Linked DNA regions of Canis lupus: region 1 is linked to region 2. A link is a contact called in public Hi-C data. All regions are on one chromosome and are shown on one strand. Each heading gives the region's core, a stretch centred on a gene start, on an enhancer-like site or on the middle of the called end of the contact. The rest is flanking DNA. Distances are from core to core; before and after follow the strand shown. Region 1 overlaps LOC111094805 (a long non-coding RNA gene). Region 2 has its middle 28 kb from the start of WWC3.

What was found. Hi-C and Micro-C count contacts between places; a contact is called where the count stands out from the background.
Region 1: a contact with region 2 is called in a Hi-C map of skin fibroblasts, with 2.3 times the contacts expected there. The contact joins two enhancer-like sites. A contact is called at or near these places in 2 of 9 Hi-C or Micro-C datasets (blood and skin fibroblasts).

The regions. Positions count from the first base shown.
Region 1 is chrX:6,806,371-6,811,742 of UU_Cfam_GSD_1.0, forward strand. It overlaps LOC111094805 (a long non-coding RNA gene), which reads right to left. Exons shown (of 3, transcript XR_005385894.1): 2 at 3,059-3,162; 3 at 1,541-1,976. Among named protein-coding and RNA genes, the nearest start is that of CLCN4, 6.8 kb to the right of the region's middle. Within about 2 kb of position 1,966, at least 2 of the 20 cell types and tissues checked have an H3K27ac peak or open chromatin away from gene starts, as enhancers often do.
Region 2 is chrX:6,648,926-6,653,993 of UU_Cfam_GSD_1.0, forward strand. No RefSeq gene overlaps it. Among named protein-coding and RNA genes, the nearest start is that of WWC3, 28 kb to the right of the region's middle. Within about 2 kb of position 3,671, at least 9 of the 20 cell types and tissues checked have an H3K27ac peak or open chromatin away from gene starts, as enhancers often do.

The sequences.
Region 1 (5,372 bases), core at 716-3,215, 160 kb after region 2:
CCCCGGCCGCTCCCCCGCGCCGTCCGGGCGCCCTGGGCGCGGTGGCCGGCGGCCGCGGGGGACAACGTAGGCCTCTGGCAGCCTGCGAGGCCGGAACCGAGGCGCCCGGAGCGAAAAGGCCGCGCCGCAGCTACGTGGCCTCCACCGCCGGAGGGGGAGCCCCGGGGCCACGGGGCGGGGGGGGGGGGGGCGAGGCTCTCGGAGGCGCCAGCGCTGCGGGCTCTGCGGGCTGGGCCCCCCCCCCCCCCCCCCCCGCCTGCACACAGCTGTACTGCGCCTGCGCGGAGGCCCCTCCAGGCCGCGGCCCGGGTTAGCCCTCCCCCGAGAGGTGGCGGTGCCGGGGCCACGACGGCAGCTCCGAATGGCTGCGGCGGGCGGGACTGCATGCCCTTGGGGTCCGCACCGTCACTCGGCCGCTCCTCTTTCCTTCAAGATGTTATCCGTGTATCTGAGCGAGAGCACAGACGCACAGGGAGAAGCTCGTAAAAATCGAAATTGGTGCAAAAGGTCACAGCGAGCAAACGCTCACGTCTGAAAACCACACGCGGGCTGCTGTTTGCCGACCCCGCGCTGCCGGGCCGGGGACACGCATCCCCAGGCAGCCAGGGCGCGTGCGCCCGCTCGTCCCTGCGGCTGCGCCCGTGCGGCCTAAGGCGGGTGCGAACAGGCTGGCCGCGCCGCTCCACGGAGAGCTACGCGTGCGTGTGAGCGCACACTATGACTTTGCCCCCTGCCCCAAAATATCGGAGGATGTTTTCATAAGCATATGTCGGGGCCGCGGCCTTCCCCGTGCAGATCCCTCCCGCAAGTCTCGCGAGGCGCCGGCGCCGGGCGCTAGGAGTCCTGCCCGCCGCCGCCCACTTCACAGGGGGGAAAAGCAAGGCCGGCAGAGGCACGGGGCACAGGCCTGCGAGTGTGATGCGCCCACGGATGACCTCGGGCTGCGGCGCTGCTTTCGGCTGAGGACATTCGGGGACGGTTTTGCTTCTGGCTTAGCGCTACGCGGGCGTCGGGGAGGTAGATCCAGCCCGCCTCTCTGCCTGCGGGCCTCGACGTGATGTGAGCTACGCTGGGCACAACTGGATCGCGCTCCGGAGGGGCTCAGGGAGCTAGCGCAGGGCGGGGCGAGGAGCCAGGAGGACCCGGCCTGCCGCCCCCCCCCCCCCCGGGCGTGCCAGCGTGGGGGGGTGACTGTTGTCAGGGCTGTCGGGGAAATGGGCACAGCCCAGCCGCCTCCCCCTGTCAGCAGGCTGCTGCGAGGGTCAGGTGACCTGCAGCGGACCAGTGGGCCCGTTCGCGGAGTACCTGGCGTTAACACAAGGCGGCTTGAAAATGGCTTAAAACCCCCACCATGTAATTAATGCGTTTCCATGTCTATGCAGACTCCCCTTCTACCTCGGTGCCCGGCCACCAGGTTCGCCTCCTCGGACAGAAGGACCCCTCAGTTTCCTCCGCACCCGTTCCAGAATAATGTGCGAATGTCTACAATACTTCCACCTGCCTGAACGACTACACTTAAGGGGTTCCAAATGAAGCAGACTTAGGGTCTATGGTGAACTCTTAAAAATGGCTGGGAAATGGAACATTTTTAAAAAGGATGTTATTTATTTATTCATGAGACACACACAGAGAGGCAGAGACACAGGCAGAGGGAGAAGCAGGCTCCATGCGAGGAGCCCGACGTGGGACTCGATCCCCGACCCTGGAGTCACGCCCTGAGCCGAAGGCAGAGGCTCAACCGCTGAGCCCCCCAGGCGTCCCGGGAAATGGAACATTTTTGGCATCGAATTATACTCAAAGTAATTTGAGGCCAAGCCTGGTCCACCCCCGCGCTCCCCGTGTTGGGCCCCGCGCGCGGTGGGATGAGGAGCGGCAGCTCCAGCCTGTGGCCACCAGATGGCAGTAGCGCTCTGCTCCCAGAGCGGCCGCCGCCGCCGAGGTCCCAGCCGCCGCTCCAAGGGATACAGTGCGGGAAGCTGTGGAGAAAATAGAAGGCGCCACTAAGGAGAGATTAAAGCTCAAAGGTTGCAGCACAGGTATTTGCAGAATGCTTTCGTGACGGGTGGCAACGGCTAGGGAATTTATACGGAAGAGAGATGGAGACCGACCAGCGGCCGACGAAACATTAACACCAGTTTTGGGCTGGCTTCTTCTTTCCTAAAGATTTTTAGGAGCAGAATAATCTAGGAGGACTGGGAATTGTTCTCTTGGGGTTTTGCAATTAAGATTTGAGAATCTTCAAGTAATGAAATCTGCATTAAAAAGCAGCCAGAGGGGATCCCTGGGTGGCGCAGCGGTTTGGCGCCTGCCTTTGGCCCAGGGCGTGATCCTGGAGACCCGGGATCGAATCCCACATCAGGCTCCCGGTGGGTGCATGGAGCCTGCTTCTCCCTCTGCCTGTGTCTCTGCCTCTCTGTCTCTCTGTGTGACTATCATAAATAAAAAAAAAAAAAAAAAAAAAAAAAAAAAAAGCAGCCAGAAGGGACGCCTGGGTGGCTCAGCGACTGGGTGCCTGCCTTGGGCCCAGGTTGTGACCCTGGGATCTGGGATCCAGTCCTGCATCCGGTTCCTCGCAGGGAACCTGCTCCTCCCTCTGCCTGTGTCTCTGCCTCTCTCTGTGTCTCTCATGAATACATAAATAATATCTTTAAAAAAAACAGCCAAAAATATTTCTTCCATGATTATTGTGTCTACTTGAGTGTTTTTTTTTTTTTTAATTTATGATAGTCACACAGAGAGAGAGAGAGGCAGAGACACAGGCAGAGGGAGAAGCAGGCTCCATGCACTGGGAGCCCGACGTGGGATTCGATCCCGGGTCTCCAGGATCGCGCCCTGGGCCAAAGGCAGGCGCCAAACCGCTGCGCCACCCAGGGATCCCTACTTGAGTGTTTTTAAGAAAACAAGCAAAGACTGTTCCCTGTTACAAAAGTAATACACCTTAATGGTAGAAAAATTAGAAAATGTAACCAAGCTAAAAAGAAGAAAAATGTAAAACACACCCGAATCCTGCTAGGCAGTGAAATCCCACGGGTGGTTGAGACTTCAGTGGATTTCTTACCTGTTTTCTATGTTCACATGTAAAGATATTCTCATAAATGAAATCTAGTACATCGTCGGGGCAGCAAACTTTACCCTTCTTCCCTTCTGGGTTCTCTGGCGAGTCTAATAATGAAATTGACAGAAGACAGATTAACAGGAGAAAAATTTAATTGTGTCCGTATGGGAGCCCACAGAACTATGAGACCCCAAGAAGTGAGCACAGCAAGCTTTTAGACAAAGAAAGCATAAATCGGGGAACAAGTGACCGAAGCCGAGGCTTGGGGTAGCACATCAGTCTTTCCTTCCCCAATGGAGAGCAGAGAGACTATATCTCAATTCTTTCTTTCTTTGTTAAAGATTTTATTTATGTATTCATGAGAGACACAGAGAGAGAGAGAGAGAGAGAGATAGGCAGAGACACAGGCAGAGGGAAAAGCAGGCTCTCCGCGGGGGGCCGATGTGGGACTGGATCCCGGGACGCCAGGGTCACAACCTAAGCCAGTGGCAGATGCTAAACCACTGAGCCACCCAGGCGCCCCCTAACTACTTTTTTCCTGAGTTTTGTACCCAAGACACAGCAAACATTCTTAAAACAAAAACTATAAAGAGCTCTGGGTCTATTTGTATGTCTGTATGTCTCTATGTCTGTGTGGGTGTGCTCTAGATGTGTGATATTTTTCTACCTCTGGATGGTATTGCCGAAACTAATTTGCAAAGAGCTCTATTTAATTGGCTTCAAGAAAATTAAGTGTTTCTATAAATCAAGTATACTCTCAGAAATGTAGAAAGGAACCTAAATGTTTTTTTCAAGTTCACATGACCTGCGATGATCTTCAATAAATACAAAATAAATTTGTTGGTTTAATAGAAGTATTTCTTCAGTAGTTAACTATTTATTTGATATCTGATCCAAGCTTCATTGTTCAAAAGAAGTAACTTACAGGAGGGGGCTGGATGGCTCAAGCAGTAGAGGGTGCTACTCTATCTGGGGTCGTGAGGTTGAGCCCCACATTGGGTGCAGAGATCACTTAAAAAAATAAAATCTTTTAAAAAAAGTAATTTAAATAGATATAAATTAGGTCAAAGCTTATGCTAAGTTAAACCTAATAATGGCTATTCAGTGAACATCTAAGTCATTTCCAAATAAGATTAACATTAAATGGGAAAACTAAGTTTATCTACTTTGGGTCTTTAAATTTTTACAGAGAGAAACAAATGTGTGGGTCTATTAACAAATTTTATGCCACACTGAAAAACATTATTATGAGAAAGGATACACTTTCAATAATTTTTAAATGTATCTATCAGTTTGCTAATCTGCCACAGGATGCTAACACAGGATAGACAGCTCAAGGTTGCCCGCGCCCTGGTTTTCCCCGGAAAGCAAAGATTACAAATAGTTTCAAAAATCGGAAGAAGGGCTGCGACAGCAAAATGAATTAAAGCGAGTAGGTCAGAACCCTTGGAACAAGTGAGCTAACTGCACGCAAGCCCTGCAAGGTCGGCAGCGCAGGCACAGCAGCAGGCGCCCCAGTGCAGGGTGAGAAGCAGTGGGGCTCTCCGGCCAGCTCCTTCCTGCAGCGTGAGGATTTACCATAATTTCCGGTTTCTGAAACTGTGCTCACAGACCCTTGGTGGGCGAGCATTAGCATAATAGAAAATACACGTATGATCTACAGCTATCTAGATAAGTGGATCCTATATATCTTCAATTTTGTCTCTAATGTATAGTTGGGCTTATGGATGGATTGATTATCCGTATGTAAAGAAAAAGGTAATTTCATAAAGTGCAAAAGAGTGAATGCATATCATACTCAAAATGGGAAATACGTGTTGGTTCATTAAGCGTTTTTTTAAAATATTTTATTTATTTACTTGAGAGTGAGTGAGACAGCACAAGCAGAGGCAGAGGCAGAGGGAGAAGCAGGCTCCCCTAATGAGCAGGGAGCCCGATATGGGGCTCGATCCCAGGACCCTGGGACCCCGGGCCTGAGGTCATGACCCGAGAGGAAGGCAGATGCCCAACCGACAGAGCCACCCAGGTGCCCCAGTTCATTAAGCTTTTATTTTAGGTGGTTTTATATGTGTAAGTATGGTCTGGGCCGGAATATACACTCTCTTTCTTGCTGTGGAATGATCCAACGTGTTTGAAAGCCACCACTCTTGAGCCATGGAAGAGTCTGCGTGGCCAGCTGAAAAGGCCAGTACAAGAACAACCACCCTTGAAAAAAAAAAAAAAGAAAGAAACGTAAAAGAAGAACAAAATGGGGGGGGGGAAATCATTTAAAAAATCCTTCCCCTATTTCCTGTAACTACTTGCAAGGCTGGGAATT
Region 2 (5,068 bases), core at 2,421-4,920:
TTTAAATGTGTACATTTAAATGGGTAGTATGGACGTTTTAACAATATTTGTTCTTCTAATCCATGAGCGTAGAATATCTTTCCATGTGTTTATGTCATCTTTAACTTTTTTCATATTTTATAGTTTTCAGAGTACAAGTCTTTCACTTCCTTGGTTAAGTTTATTCCTAGATATTTTCTTATTTTGGGGGCAATTGTAAATTGGGATTATTTTCTTAATTTCTCTTTCTGCTACTTCATTATTAGTGAATAGAAATGCAACAGATTTCTGTACATTGATTTCATACCCTGCAACCTTACTGAATTCATTTATGAGTTCTAGTAGTTTTTTGGTGAAGTCTTTCAAGTTTCCTATATATAGTATCATGTCATCTTGTAAGTAGTGGAAGTTTTACTTCTTCCTTACCAACTTGGATGCCTTTTATCTCTTTTTGTTGTCTGATTGCTGTGGCTCTCTGTCTTCTAGTGCTATGTTGAATAAGAGTGGTGAGCTTTTTCACACACCTACTTCGGGTCGAGGATATTTCTGGACAGGAATGCTGCTCCATAGACAGAGCCCTGTAGGCAACAGCTCAGTTTTCTTTCTGCCCCAGTATTAACCTGAAACAAATCCAGATTCAGAGATGGGAGATGCTCTGATCAGGAACGAAGGACCTTGGCAGTTATTCTTGTCAGGTGGCTTTGGTGTCAGCCAGTGTGTAGGCCTCACACATTTGGGCTCTTCTCCAGCCTTCCTGCTTTCTTCTTCCCCGAGATTGCGTTTGGCAAGCTCAAGTTGGGGCCCACTCCTTCCTTTGCGGCAATCTCCGCGGGTTGCTGCACGTAAGCCAGAAGGACACACGTGGCTTAATTATTGCTCAAGAGGTTTTGAATAGGGTTGGCATTTATAATCAGAGACACACAAAAGTATTTTTTAAAGATTTTATTTATTTGTGAGAGTGAGAGAGCACACAATAGTGGGGGAGGGGCGGAGGGAGAGGAAGAAGCAGACTCCCCCCCAGACCCCAAGCACAGAGACTAAGGCAGAGCTGGGACTCAGGGCCCTGAGATCACGACTTGAGCTGAAAGCAGACAAGCTTAATTGACTGAGCCACCCAGGCGCTCCCAAAAGTATTAACAAATTTTACAGAGATTGATGCTATGTATGCACATCATGGGCCAGTTACTATGGATTCAGCTGGCCAAGAATTTACCTTATATGCAAAGATTGTAAAATCCCTAGCACATCACCGGCCTCAACTGCAGGCTGTTTCCATAAAAATGACAAGTGGAGGGGCGCCTGAGTGGCTCAGTTGGTTAATCATCTGCCTTCAGCTCAGGTCATGATTTCAGGGTCCGTGGATCACCTGGCATGGAGCTCCCTGCTCAGCGGGGGGCGCGGGGGTGTCTGCTTCTCCCTCTGCCTCTGCCAGTCTCCTCCATTTGTGTGCACACACACTCTCTCTCTCTCAAATGAATTTATTGATTTATTCATTCTTGAGAGACACAGAGAGAGAGAGAGGGGCAGAGACACAGGCAGAGGGAGAAGCAGGCCCCATGCAGGGAGCCTGACGTGGGACTCGATTCCGGGTCCCCAGGATCACACCCTGGGCTGAAGGCGGCGCTAAACCTCTGAGCCACCAGGGCTGCCCCTCAAATGAATTTTTTAAAAAAGACAAGTCTGGAGGTAGGATTCAAACTCTGTTCCTCATATTCCTTTTTTTAAACAAATATTTATTTATTCATGAGAGACACACAGAGAGAGGCAGAGACACAGGCAGAGGGAGCAGCAGGCTCCCTGCGGGGGGCCCGATGTGGGACTCGATCTCAGGACCCGAGAGGAAGGCAGATGCTCAACCACTGAGCCCCCCAAGCATCCCATCCTCATATTTCAAAGGTGGCAGAGACTGTAAGAGTGAATCATAACCTGCAACTGTGTTGGCCCAATGTTCCAAGCAATTGCCCTTCCATTACACTAGTTGTTTTTAAGAGGAGGGAGAGATGGATGTAACAATAGACACAGCTGAGTCTCTTTGAAAGCCACGAAGCCAATCGAAAGAAGTGCTGTTAAATAAGGCCCAATCATTTTAAAGGATTGTGTTCACTATTTAAGTCCCCACTACTCAGTTGGTAAAGCGGCCTGCTCTTGATTTCAGCTTGGTTCCTGGTCTCGGGGTTCTGGGATCGAGCCCCGCGGCAGGCGAGGAGTCTGCTTCAGGATTCTCTCTCCCTCTGCCCTTCCTCAAATAAATAAATGAATCTTCTTTAACAATTAAAACAAAAATTCCCACCGAAGCATTCCAACCACTCATACATTCCAGCTGTTAGCATTTGTTGAGGACTTCTGGCGTTCCAGGTGCTGTTCTAGATTCTGAGAAGACAAATACGGTCAAGATTTGAGGTCAGAGGACACTGACCCAGGGTACCACTGAAGCAAGGACAGAGGCGTGAAGGCTTTGGCCCCGGGGTGGCAGGTGGTGGGCAGAGGGAGCCGGGGATGGAACAGAAAAGGACCCTTCCCGGACTTGATTGTGGGGAGGGAGGCTCCTGGCGGGCTTAGCATTGCGGGAAGGTCCTTCTGGCCACAGTTGAGAAGGGGCTTTTGTTACAAGCTTCTGGTGGCGAGGGATGCAACCGCCTGGGGTGAGGAGGTGTGAACAGGGGAGCACAGCCCGGTACTCCCCCCACATGCCAGAAGCTTCCTCGCCTCCAAGCTGTCCTGAGCAAAGGCGCCCCAGTGAGAGCCGCTGTCTCAGAGCCGCAGGCCATCGAGCCTTGGAAGGGCCCAGGCCTGGAGTCGGAGGGGCTGGGTCCGCATTCTGCTCCTGCCACTTAGGAGTGAGGGGACCTGGGGCAAATTGCTCAGCCTCCCGGGGGCGGCTGCCCCCAGGAAGGTGTGCTACTGCACCGCGCCCGGCCGGGGACTGCGGCACCTGCTGTCCTCGGGCTCATGGGCCTGGGCCCGGGGCCCCACGTGAGCGGGCGGGAGAGCCTGTGGCAGAGAAGCCGGGGAGGGACGGGATGGGGGTCCCCGCGTTGGGGGAGCGCAGCGCGGGTGCAGGCAGCCTAGGAGAGCCATAATCAAGGCAGGGAACAGGTGTGTGGGAGCGGCGGGGCACAGGAGGACAGCAGGTCGCCCGAGTGGCGGCATGGGCTGGGTTTGGCTTTAGAGAGCCGCGGGGATGGGGACGCGCTGGGGACAAGGAATGCTTGTCCTCCCCCTGCCCTGCTTGTGGTCTCATTCTGCTCCGACTCAGCCGGAGGGAGCCGAGGACAGGGGCGTCCTGGGGCCAGTCGGTGCCCCCACGCAGCCCATCTCACCAGCACTGCTTCCTTCTGTCACTGACGTCTCACAGGGAATCTCAGCCTGGCGAGGATTTGGCCCTCAGGGGACAGTCGCGATGCCTGGGGCCATTTCGGCTTGTCGCGCCCCCAGGGTGCTACCGCGCCTTGGTCGGTAGAAGCCGCGGGCACACGGGACAGCACTCCTCGCTGCGTCCCCGCCGGGAGAATCACCTGGCCCCCCGTGTCACCAGCGCAAGGTCGAGCGACCCGGACGAAAGAAATATTTCCTGCGAAGCCACCGAGCGCCCGCATCGGGGTCGGGGTCGTGGGCGCGGGAGGGCGGTGCGGATCAGCCAGGGCGTGCAGCCCGACGGGGGCCACCAGGGGGAGACAGAGTGGGCGCCCAGGCGGGGACGGCAGAGCCCGGGAGAGGAGGCGCCGCGCGGGGGGCGGGCCGCGGGATCGAGGGCAGAGCGACGGGACGCAGCAGCGCGGGGACCGGGGGCTTGCTGGGCGACAGAGGCCCGGCGCGTGTGCGGACTGGCGGTGACAGAGCAGCAGAGGCATTCGGAGGCCGCCCACCGGGGGACCCTGGAGACGGGCCGGAGAGTACAGCCGGGGGCGGGGCCGGGGGCGGGGCCGGACCGGGGCCGGAGAGTACAGCCGGGGGCGGGGCCGGGGCGGGGCCGGGGCGGGGCCAGAGTACAGCCAGGGCCGGGGGCGGGGCCGGGGGCGGGGCCGGGGGCGGGGCCGGAGAGTACAGCCGGGGCCGGGGCGGGGCCGGGGCGGAGCCAGAGAGTACAGCCAGGTCCGGGGGCGGGGGCGGGGCCGGAGAGTACAGCCGGGGGCGGGGTCGGTGAATACCGCGGGGCCCAGGGGGAGGGGGACGGGGCCGGGGGCCGGGTCGGAGCCGGGGGCCGGGGGGCCGGTGAGTACAGCCGGGGGCCCGCCGCACAGCGCACAGGATGGGCTTTTACAGATTCCGGCCGAAGGTGTGCGGAGAGGTCCCGCGAAGGCGCTGAGCCCGGGCGGTGAATGGGGCCGCTCGGACCCGGACCCGCCCCCGGACGCCGCGGCCACGCCCTCCAGCTCTGCTGTGCCGGCCCGCGCTGAGCCAGGCCACCTCGGTAAAAAGAAATCAGGAAATGACTTTTCTCCTACTACTACGCGGATGAACCTGGAAAACATGATGTTGGAGCGCCTGGGGGCTCCGTGGTTGAGCGTCTGCCTTCCGCTCAGGGCGTGATCCCGGGGTCCTGGGTTCGAGTCCCACCTTGGGCTGCTGTAGGGAGCCTGCTTCTCCCTCTGCCTGTGTCTCTGCCCGTCTGTGTCTCTAGTAAAGAAATAAAATCTTAAAAAAGAAAAAGAAACATGATGTCAACTGAAAGAAGCCACATACAAAAGACCATAAGTGATCTGAGTGCGTTTGCACGAAACATCCAGAGAGCCGGCGAGGAGACAGGGAGAGGCTGGTGGCTGCCAGGGGCTGGGAGCAGGGGGCCCAAGGACTGCTGGCAGGGACCGGGGCTTCTTTCCGTGGAGGTGGAAATACTCTCGAACCACTCTGGTGATGGTTAACCCCGGGCATATACTAAAAATCACTGACTTGAACACTTCACACGGGTGAACTGTACGGCATGTGGATAATAGCTCCATAAAATGGTTCTATCCCTTTAGCTGACAGACTCACACCATTACAGCATCAAGTTCTGATAAACACTGTATAAACTAAGAAACAAAAGACACTTCGTTTGACGATACCCATTTTATTTTATTTGAGAGAAAGAGTAAGTGAGAGAGACAGA